Regions from separate parts of the Rattus norvegicus genome. Here region 2 is linked to region 1. The links are chromatin contacts, called in public Hi-C maps. All regions are on one chromosome and are shown on one strand. Each heading gives the region's core, a stretch centred on a gene start, on an enhancer-like site or on the middle of the called end of the contact. The rest is flanking DNA. Distances are from core to core; before and after follow the strand shown.

Region 1 (4,971 bases), core at 1,397-3,896:
GCTAAAGTATGGTTTTCTATTGATTTATTTAGAGAGTTTATATGTGTGCAATTGTGTGGCTAATCAGCTGTCTAAAACTTCAAAATTACCCAATAAAAGATCATTTGAAAATCCTTTCCTTAGCAATAAACTCATCACTACATTATTTATCTTTATCAGAACATAACCATTACATAATCGCAAACTCTACTTTGAAGCTCTATTCTGCCATAATTAAATGTTTTAAGCCACCAATGACATTACTACGTACTTTCACATAATAATTAATATTTAAAGATTATTTCATTTCCCGTAATAATCTCAGTTTCCCTAAAATTTATCTCTAGAACTAAACTGTAAAGACCTGACTTTTCCTTTAGCTTTTAAAATTAAATGTATTTGTTGGGGAGCAGCACACGCGTGTCATAGTGTGAGTGGTTCAGGCTTTCACTTCAGAGTCAGTTCTCTGAGTGGATTCATCCAGCAGCAAGTGGAAACGGATGCAGAGACCCACAGCCAAACAACAGGCAGAGCTTGACAAGTCTTGTGGAAGAGTCGGGGTGGGGGGAGGATGAGGTGGCCAGAGGGGTCAGGGAGACCACAGAAGACCTACAGAGTAAACTAATCTGGCCCATAGGGGCTCACAGAGACTAAACCACCAAACACAGACTATGCATGGGCTGGACCTAGGCCCTTTACATATGTGTAGCAGTTTGGCTCTTCATATGGGTCCCCTTCACAGTTAGAGCAGGGGCCTGTCTCTGGCTCTGTTGTGAGTCTTGGATGCCTTTCCCGTAGCCCGGCTGCTTTGTCTGTGGAAGAGGAGCACTTAGTCCTGCTGTGACATGATATACCAGGGTATCCATGGGGGTTGGGATTGCGCTTCCCTGAAGAGAAGAGGAAGGGGGAATAAGAGAGGAGGATGTTATGGTGGGACTGGGAGGAGAAGAGGGAAGGGGGCTGCGATCAGGCTGTAAAGTGAATAAGTAAACAAATTAATGAGGGAGGCGGAGAGGATCATTTCTCTCCTACCTACCACGTGACTGAACTTGATTTGTCAGGTTTATCTGCAAGTACCTGTATGTACTGAGCCATGTCACCAACCCAGGACACAGGATCTGTTGTTACTTTTATGTTCTTGGTGCTCAGAAACAAACCCGAACAAGTAAATGCGTTTACTCTCTCCCTCATCTGGGAAATGGAAATGTTAGTAGCATTTTTCACAGGTGTGAAAGCTGACTGTCAATACTGGGGATGTAGTTCAGTGATACAGCACTTGATGAACAGAGCAGGGCCTGGGCTTTGAACCCAGGCACCATGAAGACAGAACACAGTGAAACAGCCCAATGTGAGAAGGTGGAAAGTTACTTATGATTGCGAAGCTCTGGAGTGGTGGCAGGTAAAGGACAACTTCTTAGCTCTGCAAGGCTGTAAGTCCACCGGCCACATCTGTGAAGGGCATCAGGTCTCTCAGCATGCCACACTACTTAGAAAATAAAAATACTCACCCATACGAAATCAACATCCCTAGGTTTATAGAGGAAAAATTAAAATTATTATGTAATAAGACAGAATTTTATTAGTGAAATTTTTCCTATGGCGATTAATTAGACACAGAGGTGCGATTGGAGTTTGATATACATTAGGCATCATAAATCCCTCACAGCATCACTCCCACCTGTAACTATGTTACATTTGCCGAGTGAAGGAAGGAGCACTCTTCACCCACACATACCTGAGTGATAGTGAGGTGTTCGTGCCGGGTGATAAATGAATAAAGTATTTCTCTGGCGTCCTTGGCAGTGATATAAAGTCTTATGGAATCATTCCAGCTAACATTGTTTGAAGACCTACTGTTTCCAGAGACAGGGTAAAGATGTCTTTACAGGTATTTACTTATTTAATCCTGATGGAAACCCACGTGGCAGACCCTGGCAGAAGTTTCATCTTCTACCTGAGGCCATTAAAGTTGCTCAAGATCAGCGGTCAGTGCAAGACCCGGGTTTGAAACCCAGCTGACTGTGTTGCCCATCTTGTGTTCTAATCTTTTCTTAAACAGCCTCCTCAGTCTGCCAGCTCCTCCCTCAATCCATCAACAATATGGATTATAGACTTGCCAAAGGTTCTTAGTTTCCCTCTTCTGGATTTATTGGCTATACAAATAGTTCCAAGATGGGGCTAAGGAGATTAAGCAGATGGCTCAGTCAGCAAAATGCCGCCATGCCACCACTAAGGCCTTAGTTAGGATCCCCAGGCACCTTGTCGAAAAGTTCGATGTGGTGGCATCTTGATGAGCTCCAGGTTCAGGGAGAGACCCTGTCTGGGGAAAAACAAAAAGAGGTTAGTGGGTTGGAGAGAGGGCTCAGTGGCTTAGAGTAGAATTTTCCAGCAGCAAGGAAAGAGGTAATTATTACTGGCAGTTGCTAAGAAACGACCTGCCATTTTTAGTGTCCTTTTTAGAGTGGAGGAGGTAGAAAGTGAGCCGAGTGAGTCACCTCCCGTCGTTTCCGGTGTTTCATGCTTCACTTTCCTTTCCAGGTGGCCCTTAGCGTCCCTTTTGACTAATTCCATGTGGATGAAAATAGAGGCAGATGGTAAGCACAGCGTAGTTTCCCCAGCTTTAGCAATGCCCATCAGGAAGGCACACTAGTCTCGCTAGGTGCTACTCAAACTTTAATCCCGGTCTCTGCATTTACTCCAATTCTCGGCAGCACCTAAACACCCAAGCTCTTGGAATAGAGACAGCTTTCTCCGCAGACCGCCTTCCCTGATATGATTCACCATCTGCAGCGGAGGCTATTTATGTAGAGAAAGGAGGAATGGCGCAGAGATGGAGAAAACAGTGCTTCTGATGTGAGGGCTGGCTTAACAAGGAAGACCAGAGTTCAGAGATGCTTTCTTAAGATACCTATGCTCTGGGCATCTCAGCAAGCATGGAGGTTGCCGAGACATGCACCGATTAGTGAAGAGCCTGGGAAACAAGACAGCCAGCACAAGAAGTACGATGTGGCCATGTGCTCAGAGTCCATGGGAAAACCTAGGAGCCGCATCTGACAGTCAAGATCCATGGTGTAGCATCCCACAGGTCTGGATGCCTTACTCTTGAAGGAATAAAACTTGGGTTCCTTAAGGTCTCATCCCCTTGTTTCCTCATACAACCAGAACTGGTGGAAAGTGAGTTTTCATAACTAATAAGTTTTCTAGTACTACTGGATTCCTGGCATGTGGATCTCTATAAAGATGTAGCACATCCCAGAAATTAGGCCCCCTGCTCATGGATTCTGGCTGCCTCTATTCAAATTCTGATTTGGCTGATTACAAACTAGAACTGACAGGGAGTCTTTTTTTTACCCTCTGGCTCCTTTTCCTCCTTTGCAAAATGAGATAAAGTAGTTACTCTGAAGAATAACAAAACATAATAGATAAGACGAAGTAACACATCCCTGCTATCACAGCACTGGTAGGGCTGGAGGGAAGAGAATCAGAAATTCAAAGTCACTCTTGGCTCTGTGAAGAATTCAAGGCTGGCCCATGCTATGTAAAACTTGGTCTCTAAACAAAGGCTCCCAAAATTCTCAACAACAATGTCAGACATACAAGAATACAGATATATTTGGTTTCGGACATAAGAGTCTTCCCAGTTTATGTGATAAGGAATTAGTAAAATTCAGTTATTTTTGTGTCTCTTTCTGTATAAGGGAAGTGTGAGCTTAGAGTGCCATCTTAAGGATAAAGCAGCCATAGAATCCTGCCAGGTCACCATTCTTTTCTTTAACCAGCAGCTAGGCAGGGTCTTCTCTTCCTTCCCACAGAAGTCATTGACTGTGGTTCTCCTGAATTGTACGCAAATTCCTCAAAAGGTTTATGGTAAGTTAGACTTCTTTACAGATCCATCTTTTTAAAAATTTATCACCTAATTTAGTTTTTGTGAGCTATTTCTGGCTTATCTAAGTGTTCAAGAAAAGCACTTAGTTTAGCACAAATGTGCATGTGGGTTCCAAATACCAGAAGGAGTATAAAAGGTTGTCTTGGAAGTCTATAATAATTTCATCAGTCCTTTTGATTGGATATTACTTTTTATCTGGATATTACTGTCCCCCATTAGCCCCTCTTCTAACACCTCATAAATCACCAGGCTGTGCAGTGAATGGTTACACATTGTAAACTATGCAATGGATTCGAACTCAACCAAAAGTCTCCTAAAGACAGTTTTTAAGTAAGGCAAGAGGGACAGTTAGATGACTAATCAGATAAAGATGCTCACCGTTAAGCCTGAAGGACAGAGCTTGATTCCTAAAACCCACATGGTGGAAGAAGAGAAGAGCGCTGACCTCCACACGAGTGTGCCCAAGGGAAGTGGAAATTGATGATGGTTTCTTTGGAGACTTGGTTTTGCCGTGTGATGTTTCTCTGGAAACTGTCTTATGACAGGATGTTTCTGCTGAAGCAGACACATGGGAGGATGGTTTGTAAGAACAGACATGTGGTGGATTTTTTTGAAGTCTGGAAAAAGATCATATGATGTTTTTCTAGAGTGCATGCTCGAGAGAACACATGATGTTCGGAAAGGATACAAATATAGCCCAATGGATAGTGGGCGATGCTGGATGGTATTGGTATGCTTGCCATAATTTACCGGTCATTGTTGGGCTTTGCTGTTGCTGGTCTTTGATGAAGACGCTGGGTGGTATTGGTACGCCTTACCATTCTTTGTTGGTCATTGTTTGTGGTGATTTTATAGAGAGAAACACACCAAAAAAAAAAGTCTTGTGGTGTTCTGGCAGCTTCTCACCTTCCGCTGATTGGCAGAGCCTTGTGGTTTCTTCTGGATCCACCTGCCATTCCTGACTTGTGAATGATGTTTTCTAGTGGGTGGAGCCACTGCTGCTGACGTGTGTGACCTGAGCTACTGATATCCTGATGATGCAGATTGTGTTTGCTCCAAAGAACTAATTCTAAACAGATCCACATCCTCTTTTGCTCTCATCCACT
Region 2 (4,971 bases), core at 1,653-4,152, 68 kb before region 1:
GCGCGCGCGCGCGCGCACACACACACAGAGGTCACTCCACTGTACATTCTTACCACCCTCAGTCCTGACTTTGAAGATAGGTATACATTGACTTTATTTTTTATTTTCAATTTAGAAAAAAACATTGTACCTAGGAACTGAACAAATCTTTTATCCCAGTACTTAGGAAACAGAGGCAGGCAGAGCTCAGTGAGATCAAGGAAACCCAGTCCACAGAGAAAGTCCCAGAACAGTAAGGGCTTCATAGAGAAACACCATTTCAAAAAATAAAAACAAAACAAAAAACGTTGCGCCAAGGAATGTAATAAAATGTGATGTTTTGATTCATGTAGACAATGGATGACAAATCATAATAGCTACCACGTGTATCACCTCAAATTTATTATTTGTTGGTATTGGCAGCATTTAAAATCCTTCTAAGTATTATGAAATGTACAATATAACATTATCAATTATAGTTGGCCTACTGTGCATTAAGAACCAAACTGTACTATTTTAGCATAATTGTAGTTTTGTATCTACAGACCAATATCCCCCTTTCCCTCCTGCTCCTGAAGCACTGGCTGCTATTACAATCTTTTAGAGGGAGGGAGCTGGAGTGATCACATGACTCTAGGCCAGACTAGGGCAATTGATCTCTTGGAGCTGTAACTACAAGCATATTCTTCTGGAGCACCTGGCCTGTTATGTGGGTGCTGGGATCCAAACCGTAGTCCTCCTGATTGTGGAGCAAGCACTCTTAGCTAGCGAGGCATCTCTCCAACCCTTTAATGCTTTCCTTCCCTCTCTTTCCGCTTCTCAGTTGCCTCATTTCCTTCCCTTCTGTATCCCTTTCTTTCCACTCTTATTATCGTCATTTCTATCAAAATTATTGTTCTGAGGATAAGTGTGGAAGTCAGTTCTACCAGCTGAAATTCCCGGTGCATGTCCCCTCTGATCTTGTGCTATAGCCACGGAGGGTTCAAAAGGGGAGCTCGGAGTCAAGATGACTCCTTCCAGGATCTCCACCCAGAATCCCTAATCATCCGGGATCCTTTGGCTTCTCCCAGATGGAAATCTGGGTAGGCAAAGATCAGCTTTAGTTTCCCTCTGGTTTGTGCAGCAGTGATGGGTAGCAGAGGTAGGTGGGGCACCAGCAACAACAGCAGAAGGAAGCAGCCTACAATTCTTGTGCCTACCTCTAGTATCCTGACCCTGAGCCCTATAAATGTTACCCTTGCCTGTAGATCAAGGAAGTCACTGTCCTCAGCCATTCGTACCAGCCAGTGTTGTAGCTGAGACCCAGTGTCCCAGACCTTTGGTCTCAAAGACTTGCCAGGTCTCTGCATGTTCTCTTCTGTGGACTGTGACATTTTATCCCTCTTCACTCTTGGCTTTCTGCCTTCTTGCCCCAACCCCAGACTCCCCCATATCTCTATTTTTGCAGCCCTTTTCTTGCTGCTGGCCACTCTCCAGCTGCTTAAATGCTGATTCTCCAGCTGCCAGGAGCCAGCTGCCTTCCCCCTTTACAGCTCAACCTCCTTACTGGTCACCAGTTATGGTTTAAAAACCATCACCACCACTCCGCTGTCTGCCGCGTCTTTCTTCATGTTACTCACTCAATAAAAGAAGTGACTGGAGAACAGCTTTTTTATTGGGTCTACAGCAGGAAGGGAGGTCTCACAGCAGAAAGTCTCCAAACCGATTCCCTAAGTGAGCCTGGGCGACCTGTTTATGGCTGGGGAAGCCCTGTCTCTTGGCACCAACCACAGCCTTGCCTCTTTACCACCAGTCACAGAAGCCACCAAGGGAGATGCACCTCAGTAGAAATGGCTGTAAGGTCATCTAGAATTCCCTGAGACACGAGAAAGCAAAAAGTCTGGTACAAACTGTCCAACAGCCCCGGATGAAGCTGTGCCTTCAAAAGACAGGACAATCTTCTGTGATCACGATGTAGTTTTCTCCTCCGGGCGTTCAAGCCAGCCAGCGCTGGCACAAGGGTAGTCTGGCTGGTTATTCAACTGATAGCCCTTTGGCTCTAAGAATCCAGACAGCAAGAGAAGAATCCCAGAGCTGCTAATTGGAAGATTAGATTACGGTACTCAGCACCTTTGCTTAGTTACAGGAAAACACACACCACGTCAATTTTGAAGAATTTTCTAAGCAAATAAACAAAAAAATCAAAAACAAAAAGTCCATAACTTTCTTCATTGCAACAAAAACAATGTTATAGAATCGGACATAAACTTAACATTATTTGAAACGAATCTTTGTGTTCTTATCTTACAACATTTTACCGTTATATACAGGATAAATATCCCAAGCAAAAGAATTAGAAAAGTCAAAGAAACGAAACTAAGTTTAACAACAGTGGCAAATACAACTGACTTTATGGTGTGTGTTGCTATAGACCTTTCTTTAAGCCCATATCCAAATCCATAGCTCTGGCCGTGTGTGTCTTTCAGAACTTGTAAGTATGGTCCATGCTTACTGCCCACTGAAGTACATACATAAAATCATGCTCATATCCACAGAGGACAAAGGAGAAATGTTCAAGAAGTCTGACATCTTTTTTCTAGGTCACACAGCTGAGCGACGCCAGAGAGCTTAGGGGACTTCCTAGACTAAAATCTAGTACTCAGCTGTAGGAAGAGCTTCAGTCTATCTGAGGTCCCCCCCAGGCTGCAAGCTGGGGGTGCAGCATCATAGTTGCTCTGCGTGTAAGACTGGTTTGAACATTTGCATCTAGCTATAAGGAGAGCTTAGTTGCCATGGTATTAATACCCACCACCCCGTTTCACTTCGTACTTTCTGATGTATCTTCGCCAGTTCCCTTTAAAGAACAGAAATGGCTTATTCCTCTGGCTGCTTTTCAGTGGCGCCATCTGCTAGCCTGCTGCAGAACTGGAGAAGGCTGGCTCGGTCTCCATTTCCAATGTGCTCTGTCTGCTGCTGGTGTGCCTGACACTCCTCCACCTCCTTCATATCCCTCTCAGCTCCCTAACCCCAAACAGCCCCAGAGAGAGCACGGTGCCTTTGTAGAATGTGTGCTATTTCCTGTCACAAAGTCTGGCCAGGCTTTGATTTGCTCTTACAGCCCAGTGGAAATTTTTCTCTGACTTTGGTCGCAAGAAGACAAAGAAATGCTGCCCCAGAACATATTCCTTCTATTAAAATCAAATGAGTCACATGTTAGTGCACATTCAGGCAAGCATGTGTATACACATGTGCACGCACATGCATGTACACACCCGTGTGTGTACTCATACATACACAGATGGTGTCTTCTTTATCAATTTCTTTTGTACAGCATAAACTCTTTAGGTAACATTTGCATGAATAGAGTGTTGCTGAATTTTTTTTATAAATCGGCACTGGAAACTCATCTTGCTGAGTACTATTAACCGTACCATTCATCTTTGGACCCACATGTGTGGGATTTTGCTCCACTAGTCTGAGTCTGTCATTTGGGTTGTTTGCTCTTACTAATTGCCAAGAAAAGGAATTGGCCCTGGAGCAATCAGTCAATCCAATGTCCCCACTTTCAAAAGGAAAATAAACATGGATTTTTCTGAACAGAGAACCCTGGCATATGGGCTGTGATTGCAGACCCATGTTGGAAAGGGCTTCTTAATCTCTCTGTTCAATATGAACAAAGTCTTTCCCCTTCCTCTAACAGTCCCAGTGTCTTTGTGCTGGAGGTGGGAGGAGTGTACACATCAAATTTTCCCCTTTTATAAAGACTACGAAAATATCAGGCCTTTGGAACAGAGCCCCATCCTTCTACGGTATGATGGCATCTTACCATACTCTCCAATGGGGTCACAAACTGATTTCCTAGGCATTAGGACCCTGGGTAGCAGCAGCCTCCTTTAGATAGATTTGCCTTCTGCACTCTCAAGAGTCCGCATCACAGACTTCGTGCAACTTCATGTGTTTATACCTCCCTGGCACTGGCCTGCATTTAAGTTTGAAGCCGTGGCCCGCAATGTGCCTCAGCGGCCACCTCACAGAGCATAGACTGTGCGCCTGGATTGTTTTCCTTACACAGCTTGGGCCTGTGCTGATCACACCTGATGCTTTATTGTCTCAGAGAGAAAGTTCAAAGTCAGTGGGTGGGAGACGATAAAGCAAAGCTGTCGCTGCTCCATGGTCTTCATAAATTCATTGGAACATGGCTAGAAAGGCCTAGTCACAGCGCTCGTCTCTGACTACTGTGTCCTTGCCCAGGCTCTCGTCTGGAGTGCCGTGGGGCAAGGGGCACAGACAGATTAGAGCTTAGCTTCCTGTAGATAATGGAAGAACCTAATTTATTTTCTTCACCGACTTTTTCCTGTAGGCGATGATCATGTTGTCAATCAATTCTGGAATCTGTCTGAAATGTCTTGGGCATGCTAGTTGGTACTCAAGGAATAGGGGATAGGATGCCCAGTAAATACAAATTTCAAGTGTCCTGGTCCATTATGGCTGGGTTGTTACAACAAAATACCATAACCTCAGTGTTGTATCAACATCAGAAATTCGTCTCCCAGAGTTGGGAAACTGAGAAACCCAAGATCAACATGCTAGCAGGGTCATCTTCCATGGTGTCTCCACATAGAAGAAAGCTTCTTGGGACTCCTATCATTAAACTCATGAATGAGGGCTTCACCCTCGTGGAGCTAATCACTTCCTCAAAGGGCTCACCTTCAATATCACTGAATTGAGGATTAGACGTCAGAAGATAATGTTTCAGCAGGCAAACAGAATGATTTCATTTTCATTGAAAGAGGCTGTGGGTTGAGAGGAGTACTGACCAAACACTTACATGTTGGAAAAGACTTGCATGAGTCCTTGTCACTTGGCCTCAGTTGGTTTGATCTATGTGTCACTTTTAATCATGTAAGAGCAAGGCAGTATGTAAATATATGCTGAGCTGTCATTTTCCTTCCCAGGTTATTTTTGAAGTTGCCTTCAATGGTCCCAAAGGAGGCTATGTCGCCCTGGATGATA

The links. A called contact is a pair of places that touch in the nucleus more often than the background predicts.
Region 2: a contact with region 1 is called in a Hi-C map of frontal cortex, with 2.5 times the contacts expected there. The contact joins two enhancer-like sites. A contact is called at or near these places in 3 of 12 Hi-C or Micro-C datasets (the A7r5 cell line, Schwann cells and frontal cortex).

What each region holds. Positions count from the first base shown.
Region 1 is chr1:230,285,641-230,290,611 of GRCr8, reverse strand. All of the region lies in intron 1 of LOC120100003 (40S ribosomal protein S12-like), which reads right to left. It overlaps Mamdc2 (MAM domain containing 2), which reads left to right. Exons shown (of 14, transcript XM_039101390.2): 14 at 1-130. Among named protein-coding and RNA genes, the nearest start is that of Rnu6-806, 5.2 kb to the right of the region's middle. Within about 2 kb of position 2,646, at least 16 of the 93 cell types and tissues checked have an H3K27ac peak or open chromatin away from gene starts, as enhancers often do.
Region 2 is chr1:230,353,467-230,358,437 of GRCr8, reverse strand. It overlaps Mamdc2 (MAM domain containing 2), which reads left to right. Exons shown (of 14, transcript XM_039101390.2): 7 at 4,914-4,971. All of the region lies in intron 1 of LOC120100003 (40S ribosomal protein S12-like), which reads right to left. Among named protein-coding and RNA genes, the nearest start is that of Rnu6-806, 73 kb to the right of the region's middle. Within about 2 kb of position 2,902, at least 20 of the 93 cell types and tissues checked have an H3K27ac peak or open chromatin away from gene starts, as enhancers often do.